2 separate regions of the Bos taurus genome follow, and region 2 is linked to region 1. Evidence: chromatin contacts called from public Hi-C data. All regions are on one chromosome and are shown on one strand. Each heading gives the region's core, a stretch centred on a gene start, on an enhancer-like site or on the middle of the called end of the contact. The rest is flanking DNA. Distances are from core to core; before and after follow the strand shown.

Region 1 (4,696 bases), core at 1,430-3,929:
AGGGATCAATACCGGCCTGGGTCATTTTTCCAAGTAGCCACTTGCTGCCTTGCCAAAGGCAGAAATCAAGGGAAACAAACAGATGGAAAAGTCCCCTGAACCATGCAGTCACATAGCTCCTCAGATGAACAATGCAGCTCTTAAAAGCTTCTTAGACCATCAGGCCTAGACTCTTAAAAACCAGACTTCAGAAAAAGGGTTCATTTGAACAAAGTTGGGGGAGAGGGGCTACAGCTGAAAAATAAGCTTGAAAGACAATAATCTGATCCACCAGTATCATTTTACAGATGAGGAAACTGAGGCCCAGGGGAGGAAGTGATTTTCCCAGGGCCACCCAGCAAGCTGGTGGCAAAGATGGTCTTAAAACTCAGATGGTCTCCTAATCCAAGTGCCTGAGGCCCTCTCCTCAACACACTCTGGGGCTCTACTGGGGCCTCTAAATGGAAAGTCTGAGGGCAAGCAGCTGTTTTCACTGCCTGGCTTTCCCCATGAGGCTGGGGAAGATCACCAGAGCAGTTAAGACAACTAGCAACTACGCTTTATTGAAAGTTTACTCTGCACCAGGCTCTATTTTAGGGGATTATTATAAAAACGACGACAATCTCATTTCAACTTCCTTGGTGTAAGACAGTATTACCCCAATTTTACTAATGTGGAGACACAGATCCAACGAGCTTAAACAATTTGCCCAAAACCATATCCCTTGCAGAGGGAGAGGGAGAATTCAAACCCAAACTTCTTAGCCAATATCTGACATTTCTTCCACAATCTTAACCACTACCCTCTACTGTTGCCCCGTGAGTGCCTCATCCCCGGAAGGCGGTCAGGCAAGACTCACATCCTCAGGTGACGGACAATCACCAGAAGTGGTTGTCTCAGGGCTACTGCCATTCTTGATCTTTCTTTTTTTCTTAGCTCCTGCAGGAACACCAGGGCTGTTCTTCTGCTGATACTCCCTTAACTGTAAAAAGGAAAAGCAGTGAGGCTCATGAGAACTATACGCCCCTTGGATCCACATCCTACTTTCAAAGTTTACAAAATACTCTTCGCCTTCTGATTTAACGCCACAACAACCCTCCAAGGGCTGTCATCCTCAATGACTTGAAATGGACTGATATCGTGGCTAGGAGCAAAAGGTGGCAATAAAAGGCAACAACGGAATTTAAATTCAGCCTTCTGACTGAGTTCTGGATTACAACATCAATCCGCAGCTGCTAGGGGGCAAAATCAGCAGCAGAAGAGGAAAAGTAAACATTTAATCAGGCATCAGGGTCCCTTCCTCCATCTCTATTAGAGCTTCACACCAGTACGTCTCAAAATTTTACATCAATGTATCCTAATGGCAGAAGGTAGAGAAGACACACACCCCTAGTGAATCTGGGAACGTAACAGAAAGAGGACAACCCAAACACATTTCAGAGAGAAGTCCATTATAATCATCCCGATCTATGCAAATGTCATCCCTAAGTATATTGAGTATAAAAGGCTTTTTCTCTCCCAAGAAAATCAAGCAAAACTGACCCATCAGTCCCATATTTATCCTGTGGCACTTGGGCTGCCCCACGTTGAGGTGATGACTTGTGAAAGATTCCCAGTTGTGAAGTTCAGTTTCCCTGGATGTGCTCCTCAGAGGAGCACTAAATGCTGAGTGACCGGCCCTCTGGTCTCAGAATCACAGAAAATTACAATGTGAAGTAGAAACTTCCGATTAAAAATGTGAAAGTCTCTCTGGATAGAGAGACCTGGGAGAAAACCAAACTAAACCAAACACCTCCCATGGCCACCCAGAGATACTGTCAATGTTTGGAGATCACTGGGGGAAATGTAGGCTTTTTACACTATCAGCATCAAACGATGGGGGAACAAGTCTAGAGGTGAGGGAGCCTGAAACCCAGGTCCCTCTGAAACCTAGGTCCCATAGCCCCCCGAGTCCCCTTTTTCAAGCTGCTGCCACGACCCAGAGACACTGGAAAGGATGTGAAAACAGTGGGAACTGGGTGGTAAAATTTAACACCGAGTTTTCTAGGCATTAATGACAGTTCCGAGGGGCATTATGACGTAGCCACATGGCACTCATCCCTAGCAACGCCCGAGTAGCCGCTCCGCGTTGAGGGGAGGGGGCGGTTGGTGGGGGGAAAATGCAAAGGCCAGGACCAAGGTTTTCGGAGTCAGGGAGTTAGGGAGACCAGGGAGCTGCGGAGGTCCGGTTCTGGGCGACAGGAGACGAAGGCCAAGCCTGGTGTGGGAAGCCACGGGGGTCACCGATCCAAAGTCACCTGGGGGTGACGAGTGAAGGCGGCGGAGACTGGGCAGCCGGGGGGTGGAGGGGTGGGGGGGGCGGGACTGGCTGCGAAGACTTTGTTGGTTGGGGGGGGGGCGCCAAGGGGCGCCGAGGGGCTCACCCCGTGTGCCTTGGAGGCAGCACAGAAACTCTGGCCATGGCCCGGCCTTCGGAGGGGTCAGGGAGCCGCGAGCCCGCACATTTTTACCTTTTTCTTGGCCGCAGCCAATTTGCTCTGTCGGGTTTCTTCCGACATCCCGGGACGGGGCGGGGGAAGGGGGGGCCACATCAGCACGATCCCGTCAACCTCTGCGGAATCGCTTCCGGCAGCCACCGCGCCGCGGTGCCACTCAGCCAAGAGAAGGCGGTACCGGGGCGGTACTAGGAGGCCGCGGTGTATGGGGGTGGCCTCAATTCTCTAGCCCCATTGGATAGTGGAAAAGATACGGGGCGGAGACGCACGGCTAAAGCCGCCGCCTAGCCCGAAAGAGAGGGTGGAGTCACAAAAAACGCTAAAGGCGCAGCCGCAGAGTAAGCGGCCTCTGTCCTGCCCACCGCGGCGGAGAGGACTGAGCCGGCTCTCGCCAAGTGCGTGCGTAGCTACGCTTTGTGACGTTCTTAGTCTCCGTCACAGGATTCCAAGTACCTGGCAGACCTGAGGAGGCTCTTTTCCGTCCTCGCCCTGGACCCTCCTTCTCTGCAGCGCCCCCCGAGTCGGGGGCCCCGGACGCCAGGGCTGAGGAGGTGGGCGAGGAGCTGATAGCAGGGGGAAAGCACATCTTTTCCCAGTCCCTTTTCGTGACGCCCCTGTAGCTCTGCCTCAGACTTTCCTCAGATACCTCCAGAGACGCGCCCCCCGCCCCGCCATCCACTCCTCCAACACTCCTCCCTGTCAGAAACCCCCCCTTTTCCGAGAATCCCTACCCTGATCCCAGAACCATTCTCTGTCCCCTTCCCAACCGGATCCAGTCCCGGTTCATAGCTGTTCCTCCTCTCCACACCCCGACAGTACCCCTTTCCTCCCCAGGCGGCCTCTAGGTCCAATCAGACTTTTTCCCTCGGCTTCCTCTCCAGGATTCAACCAGGACTTTCCAAAAGTTGCGGCGGGGCCTTCCGATCCCCTGTGAGTATACCTGTGCCCCCTCCCTGCCCTCCACCCTGTATGCTGCTCCCAGCCCTTCCCTCCTTCCCTAACAGCGGCTGACCCACCCACCAGCCCTCTTCAGGGTCTTCCCCCCAGCTGACCTTATTCCACAGAGAAACTCCAGGTCATTTCTCTGTCCTTCCGCATCATCTTTTCCTCCTGCCCGCCAGGCTTCAGAGAAGAAACAGCGTTCCTGTCCTTTGTCAGTGTTACCCCAGACCCTACAAAGGGGCTCTGTCTCTCCTCCTCCCTGACATCGCCACAAGTGGTTGGTTGGTTTTGTGCTTTTCACACCACCCTCCTTCCCTCACCCATTCCACCTACATGGAAACCACTCTCATTCCCTCAAACACAGGTGCTCTCTCCTGCCCTACAGCACTTGCATATGCTGTCCCTTGTGTGGAATACTTTTTTCCAGCTTTTTGCCAAACTGATGCCTCCTCAGCCTTTAAAGTTGAGCTTCCTTGGAGGAGTCACAGCTCCACTTCAGGCTCAGGCCACTTGCTCTGTTAGGTGCCCCCTTAGCACACGGTACTTCAACTTCAAAACACTTTCCAGACGGCTGGTTAGTTGATTGGTTGTTTTTCCTTCCTTCATTCATTTGATGAATTCATTTGAAATAGTGCTTTCTATATGCCAGGTCTGGGCTTCCCTGGTGGCTTAGACGGTAAGGAATCCACTTGCAATGCAGGAGACCCAGGTTCGATTCCTGGGTTGGGAAGATCCCCTGGAGAAAGGAATGGCTACCCACTCCAGTATTCTTTTTTTTTTTTTCTTCCACTCCAGTATTCTTTTTTTTTTTTTCTTCCACTCCAGTATTCTTGCCTGGAGAATTCCATGGACAGAGGAGCCTGGCAGGCTACAGCCCATGAGGTCACAGAGTCTGACACTACTGAAGCGACTTACTTATGTGCTGGGTCCTATTGTAGACACAAGGCCATCAGCTGTGAAAAAACAGAGTCCCTGCCCTCATGGTGTTCACCCTCCGGTGGTATAAGGCCATCAGTGAAAATAATATTATTAATGAAATGTACAACGTGCCGGGTGGTGATAGATGTTAGAAAACATCAGGACAAGGGGTAGTGTGTGAGGTGGTTAGATGGGGTGGTCAGGGAAGGTCTTTTTGATGAAGTGTGACTGGTGAGTCCAGCTTTCCATGGAACTATCTGGAGGAAGAGCATCATTTTGGGTGTTGTATGCCTGGGACTAGGCTCTATGTTCCATGAAGGCAGGGGGCCGGGCTTGATGTCTTCTCCATTGCTAAACCCCTG
Region 2 (4,430 bases), core at 1,457-3,956, 78 kb after region 1:
TCCCCTTTGTTCCACATGGCTTTCCATCCTTCAGAGGTCAGTCTGGTCTCAGGCGCCCCCAAGCGCGTAAGGATGGAAGCTTCAACACCCCTTGACTCACCCAGACCGCCCACAGTGTGGCTTCTGCCACATTCTCTGAGTCAGAGTAAGTTGTAAAACTAGTCTAAATTCAAGTAGGCGTTGAGAAAGACTCCAGCCCTTGCTGGGAGAATTGGCTGATGGACACGACAGAGGAGAAGCCAGGGCAGGAAGCTGTAGGCATTTCTGGTATCCATCATACCTGAGTTCAAATTCTTACTAGCTGTGTAACGTTGGCCCAGAGCTGTGCTTCTCTGAGCCTCAATCTTCTCGTCTGTCTAGTGGGGCTAATACCGTTGAGTGAAAGATACAGAATTTATTAAGGGGGAAAATGGTAATTGAACTATTTCAGACATGCTGAAATCTTGTGCATCTCAGAATCCATAGGATATGGTTATGCCTGGCCCCTGGGGTTGAGGTGCAGATTACCTGAGATTACTTCTATACCTTGGGGGTGCTCAGGTTAAAACGAGCCTTCAGGGAAGGCCTGTGTCCTGCCCTCAGTCCACTGTCACTCAAGCACGTGGCCCTGGACAAATAGCTTCCCTTCTTTGGGCCTCAGTTTCCTGTTTGCAAAGAGGGGTGGGTAACTCTGCCCCCTCCCCTTTGCCAGGGCTGCTGAGGAGCGGTGCGTACTGTAAAGGATGAAGCCTTTGCAGACTGTAAAGGGCTGTGTCCCTCCTCCCACGATTCCCCTCACCTGTGTTCCCTCCAGCCCTCCTCCCTGCCCCTCCTCAACCCAGGTGGGCGGGTTCCTGGAGCTCGGACCCCTGCCCCACACCCTCTGACCCCTCTCCCACTTGTCTTCTCCCTCCCTCAGGGACATTCAAGCTACAGAAGACAGAACTGCAGAAGGAGGGCTTTGACCCAACAGTTGTAAAAGACCAGCTGTTCTACCTGGATGCCCGGAAGGGCCGCTACGTCCCACTGGACCAAGAGGCCTACACTCGCATCCAGGCGGGCCAGGAGAAGCTGTGACTGGCCCCAAGTCCCTCTGAGGGCCAGTGGATACTGGATCTAGAGCCCCAGCTCCCACCCCGGAGGGGTCCTGGGCAAAGCCAGACCAAAGCAAGCAGAGTCTGGCACCACCCACCCCGAGGTGCCAACCCCCACCCCTCAAAACTGCCAGGGGACTCACTGCCACCTCCCTGCTCTGCCCTGAGGCTTTCTGTGAAAGCTTCAGATCCACTTTATGTCTTCGAGGCCAAGTAGGGGTCTCTGGGCCTCAGGCTGAGACTGAGACTGGGCCCAAGGGGTGATGTCTCAGGTCAGGACAAGGGGAAATAAGAGGGTCTCCAAGCACTTTGCAGAGAACAGGCAGCTTGTAAATGGGACGAGGGCAGAAGCCCCCAGACTCAGGAAGCCAGCACAGTGGGCAGGGAGGGCCGGTGATCAGGCATCTGAAGAGGATCCAGGCCCTGGGCCCACGCGAGTGTCCCTCAGCCCTGCCAGGCAGAACGGGACCATCCTGCAGCAGGCAGCCTAGACAGGGCACCCCTCTCACCCTCTGGGTGGCTGCCTGGCTGTCCCTCAGGCAGCCTGTCTTTGCCAGTCTGTCCACATCTCCTCCTGGCCTGGCTGTGAGGGGAGAAGGGGTGTGGGGCACTCAGGGGCAAATAAACTCCACCTTGCCTCCCCAAGCCTGTGTGCACACTCACCCCAGCCTGCTGGGACCCCAGCTCGTGCCCCATTCATCCTTCCCCTATTCCTTCGTTCATTTAGACCAAGGGATATGGCAGGTAAGATGCCATGGTCCCCACATCTCAGGTGAGGGGCAGTTCCCCCCTGAGCCCTGCAAGGTGTCACTTAGGAGCTTGTGGCCTTGGGCAAGTAACTGTCTCCTCTGTGAATCAGGAGGGTTCAGAGAGCCAAAGGGAGGCAGGCTGAGGAACGGGCCATTCAGAGCCACAGAAGGAGGAAGCCCTAGGCCAGCACAGGGTCCCAGATCCACACTCCTGCTCATGGTGTTTCTTCTGCCAGGGCTGCACTTTCCCAAGGGGTTGGGGGCTCTCAGGGGACAGAGCAGGGTGGCCTGGCCAGCCGGGTGGAGTCTGGGAAGGCTTCCTGGAGCCATCTTCCCAGAGCTGGTGAGTCTGCAGTGCCGCTGGAGGGTCAGCTGTCCCCTGGAGCCCATCCCTGGAGTCACACCCAGGCTAGAAGTGCTCAGCCCAGTGGGAAGTGGGGGTGGGGGGTGGGGAGGGGGAAACCGTTCACCCCAAGCCAGGGCTGCAGACAGGGCACGCACCCCAGGGCTTCATCTTCACTATTTAACCCTTAGCACCATCCGTCACTTGACTGGGGTCACAGAGTGAGTACTGGGGACTGCAATGCCAGCCCCATGCTCTTACCGCTGTCTCCTTGGTGCAGAAAGCAGCTTCCATGCCATGCATGCTTGTAGAGCCAACAGTGAGCCACACCCCAGGCCAGCAGCTGACTGGGTGATAGGTGGCCAAGATAAGTCTGGGGTACCTCCTGGGGTTGGAGGGTGACCTTTGAAAGACAGTGGAGTTCTGGTGCCACTCTTGGGGGAAGTGAGGGGGCGGCAGAGCTGGAGTTGGCCCTTGGGCGGTGATACCTGGTGGCATTTGGGAGTGGCAGGCAAGGGTGCAGTGCCCAAGTAGACCAGCAGAGGGCACGTGGGTGCTGCAGAATCGGATCCAGCCCTTCGCGCTCAGGCAAGGAAAGCGGGAAGGAGGGACAGAGTCCCCACTTGACCCCCAGGCAAGGGACCCAGCCCAGAGGACTCCGTGTTGGGCCTTTGATTGGGCTTCCAAGGGGCTGGATTTGACTGATGGTGAAGCTCTGTGTCTTTGACCTTCACCAATGGGAGGGCTCTCCAATGGGAAGGAGCCCCCAGGGGTGCCTGTTCCTTCCCTTTGGTTGAGCACAGTCACCAAGACCCAATATAGAGGAATGGTGGTCAAAAGCTCCTGCTCAGGCCTGCTCTCAAGTCCATTTGCCAGGCTGAGCCTCAGTGTCCTCCCCTATAAATGATGGTCTAGGTGGGCTTCCCCGGTGGCTCAGTGGTTTAAGAACCCACCTGCCAATGCAGGAGACATGGGTGAGATCCGTGGGTCAGGAAGAGCCCCTGGAAAAAGAAATGGCAACCCACTCCAGTATTCTTGCCTGGGAAATCCCATGGATGGAGGAGCCTGGTGGGCTACAGTCCATGAAGCTGCAAACAGTTGGACAAGACTGAGCGACTAAACACAACAGGAATCCCTGCCCCAGGACAGCTGTGGACATGTAATGAGATTGTGCTTGCAGATCTAGCCCAGGAACTGGTGCTGTTATCTTTGAGGTACACGGTAGTGATAAGGAAAAGAGGATGTGTTTCCCGTGTTAAGATCCCAGCCTAGGCCTAAGTTTCCCACTTCCACACCAGCCCCCTTTCCCGAGCCCCTCCAAGAAGGGGTGGGGCTGGGGGGCCCCTGGGCCTCGCAGCTCCCCCGTCTGCCTCTGCTCACCCCAAACCAAGGCTGTACCACATGGTAGTAGAGTGGTGAGCCCGGCTGCCTTCCAGACCGTGGCTGAGTCATCGCCCGTGCCGGCAGCAGGTGCCTGGATACATGTTTGTGAGGTTAATTCACAAGAGTTATTGTTTACTGGGCATTTCCTGACCTTTACACGGCGCTTTGACTTCCCAGTTGGTGACAGTTGGTAAAGAATCCACTTGCTCCTGCAGGAGACACCCGAGACACAGGCTCAATCCCTGGGTCGGGAAGATCCCCTGGAGAAGGAAATGGCAACCCACTCCAGTCTTCTTTCCTGGAGACTCCCATGGACAGAGGAGCCTGGCGGTCTACACAGTTTACAAAGTACTGTGTCCACACATCTGCGGAGCAGATTCAAAAGGCCTCTGTGCCAGGGGCGGGGTTGGGGGTACACAGTGAGATCTGTCCTCGGGGAGCCCACTGTCTGGGGGCTGGGGAGAGGGGGCAGCCAGTCAAGAAGCCAAGGGCATGTGCTAAGCTGCACCCTAACCCTATGTCTTGGCCGCGGTAGGAGGTGAGGAAGTTGTGTTTCATGGCCACAGGCTTTTCAAGAAAGAGTCATTCAAGAAGAGGAGGGGGAAGAATGGCCCAGGCAGAAGGGGCAGCGAAAGGTCTGGAGGTGAAGGGCGAGCAGCGCAGGTGAAAGAAGGCCTGTGGGGCCGCAGGGGTGGGGCTGGGGAAGATTCCAGGCAGGGTATGCAAAGTGAATCCACTGCAGGCACTCCTTGCACACCTGGAGGACTGCGAGCTCTGCTAGGAAATCCTTCTGTAAGCCCAAACACACTCCTTTGACCTAACAGCCACCAGGAGTGGAGCGCTTCCTATGTGCTGGATGCGACACCAGGCACTTGATCATCA

The links. A called contact is a pair of places that touch in the nucleus more often than the background predicts.
Region 2: a Hi-C map of blastocyst shows a contact between it and region 1, with 2.1 times the contacts expected there. The contact joins the enhancer-like site here to the promoter of SWI5 in region 1. A contact is called at or near these places in 3 of 11 Hi-C or Micro-C datasets (blastocyst, liver and skeletal muscle).

Annotation. Positions count from the first base shown.
Region 1 is chr11:98,880,662-98,885,357 of ARS-UCD2.0, forward strand. SWI5 (SWI5 homologous recombination repair protein) reads left to right here and starts at 2,680. Exons shown (of 6, transcript XM_059891612.1): 1 at 2,680-2,685; 2 at 2,904-3,025; 3 at 3,356-3,404. The coding sequence starts at 2,680. It overlaps GOLGA2 (golgin A2), which reads right to left and starts at 2,633. Exons shown (of 27, transcript NM_001192195.1): 1 at 2,490-2,633; 2 at 839-961. The coding sequence starts at 2,570.
Region 2 is chr11:98,958,200-98,962,629 of ARS-UCD2.0, forward strand. It overlaps SLC27A4 (solute carrier family 27 member 4), which reads left to right. Exons shown (of 14, transcript NM_001075667.1): 14 at 899-1,711. The coding sequence ends at 1,056. LOC132346637 (a long non-coding RNA gene) reads right to left here. Exons shown (of 2, transcript XR_009496556.1): 2 at 1-4,430. Among named protein-coding and RNA genes, the nearest start is that of URM1, 7.0 kb to the right of the region's middle. Within about 2 kb of position 2,707, at least 14 of the 102 cell types and tissues checked have an H3K27ac peak or open chromatin away from gene starts, as enhancers often do. A contact at or near this core is called in blastocyst, where this site is marked.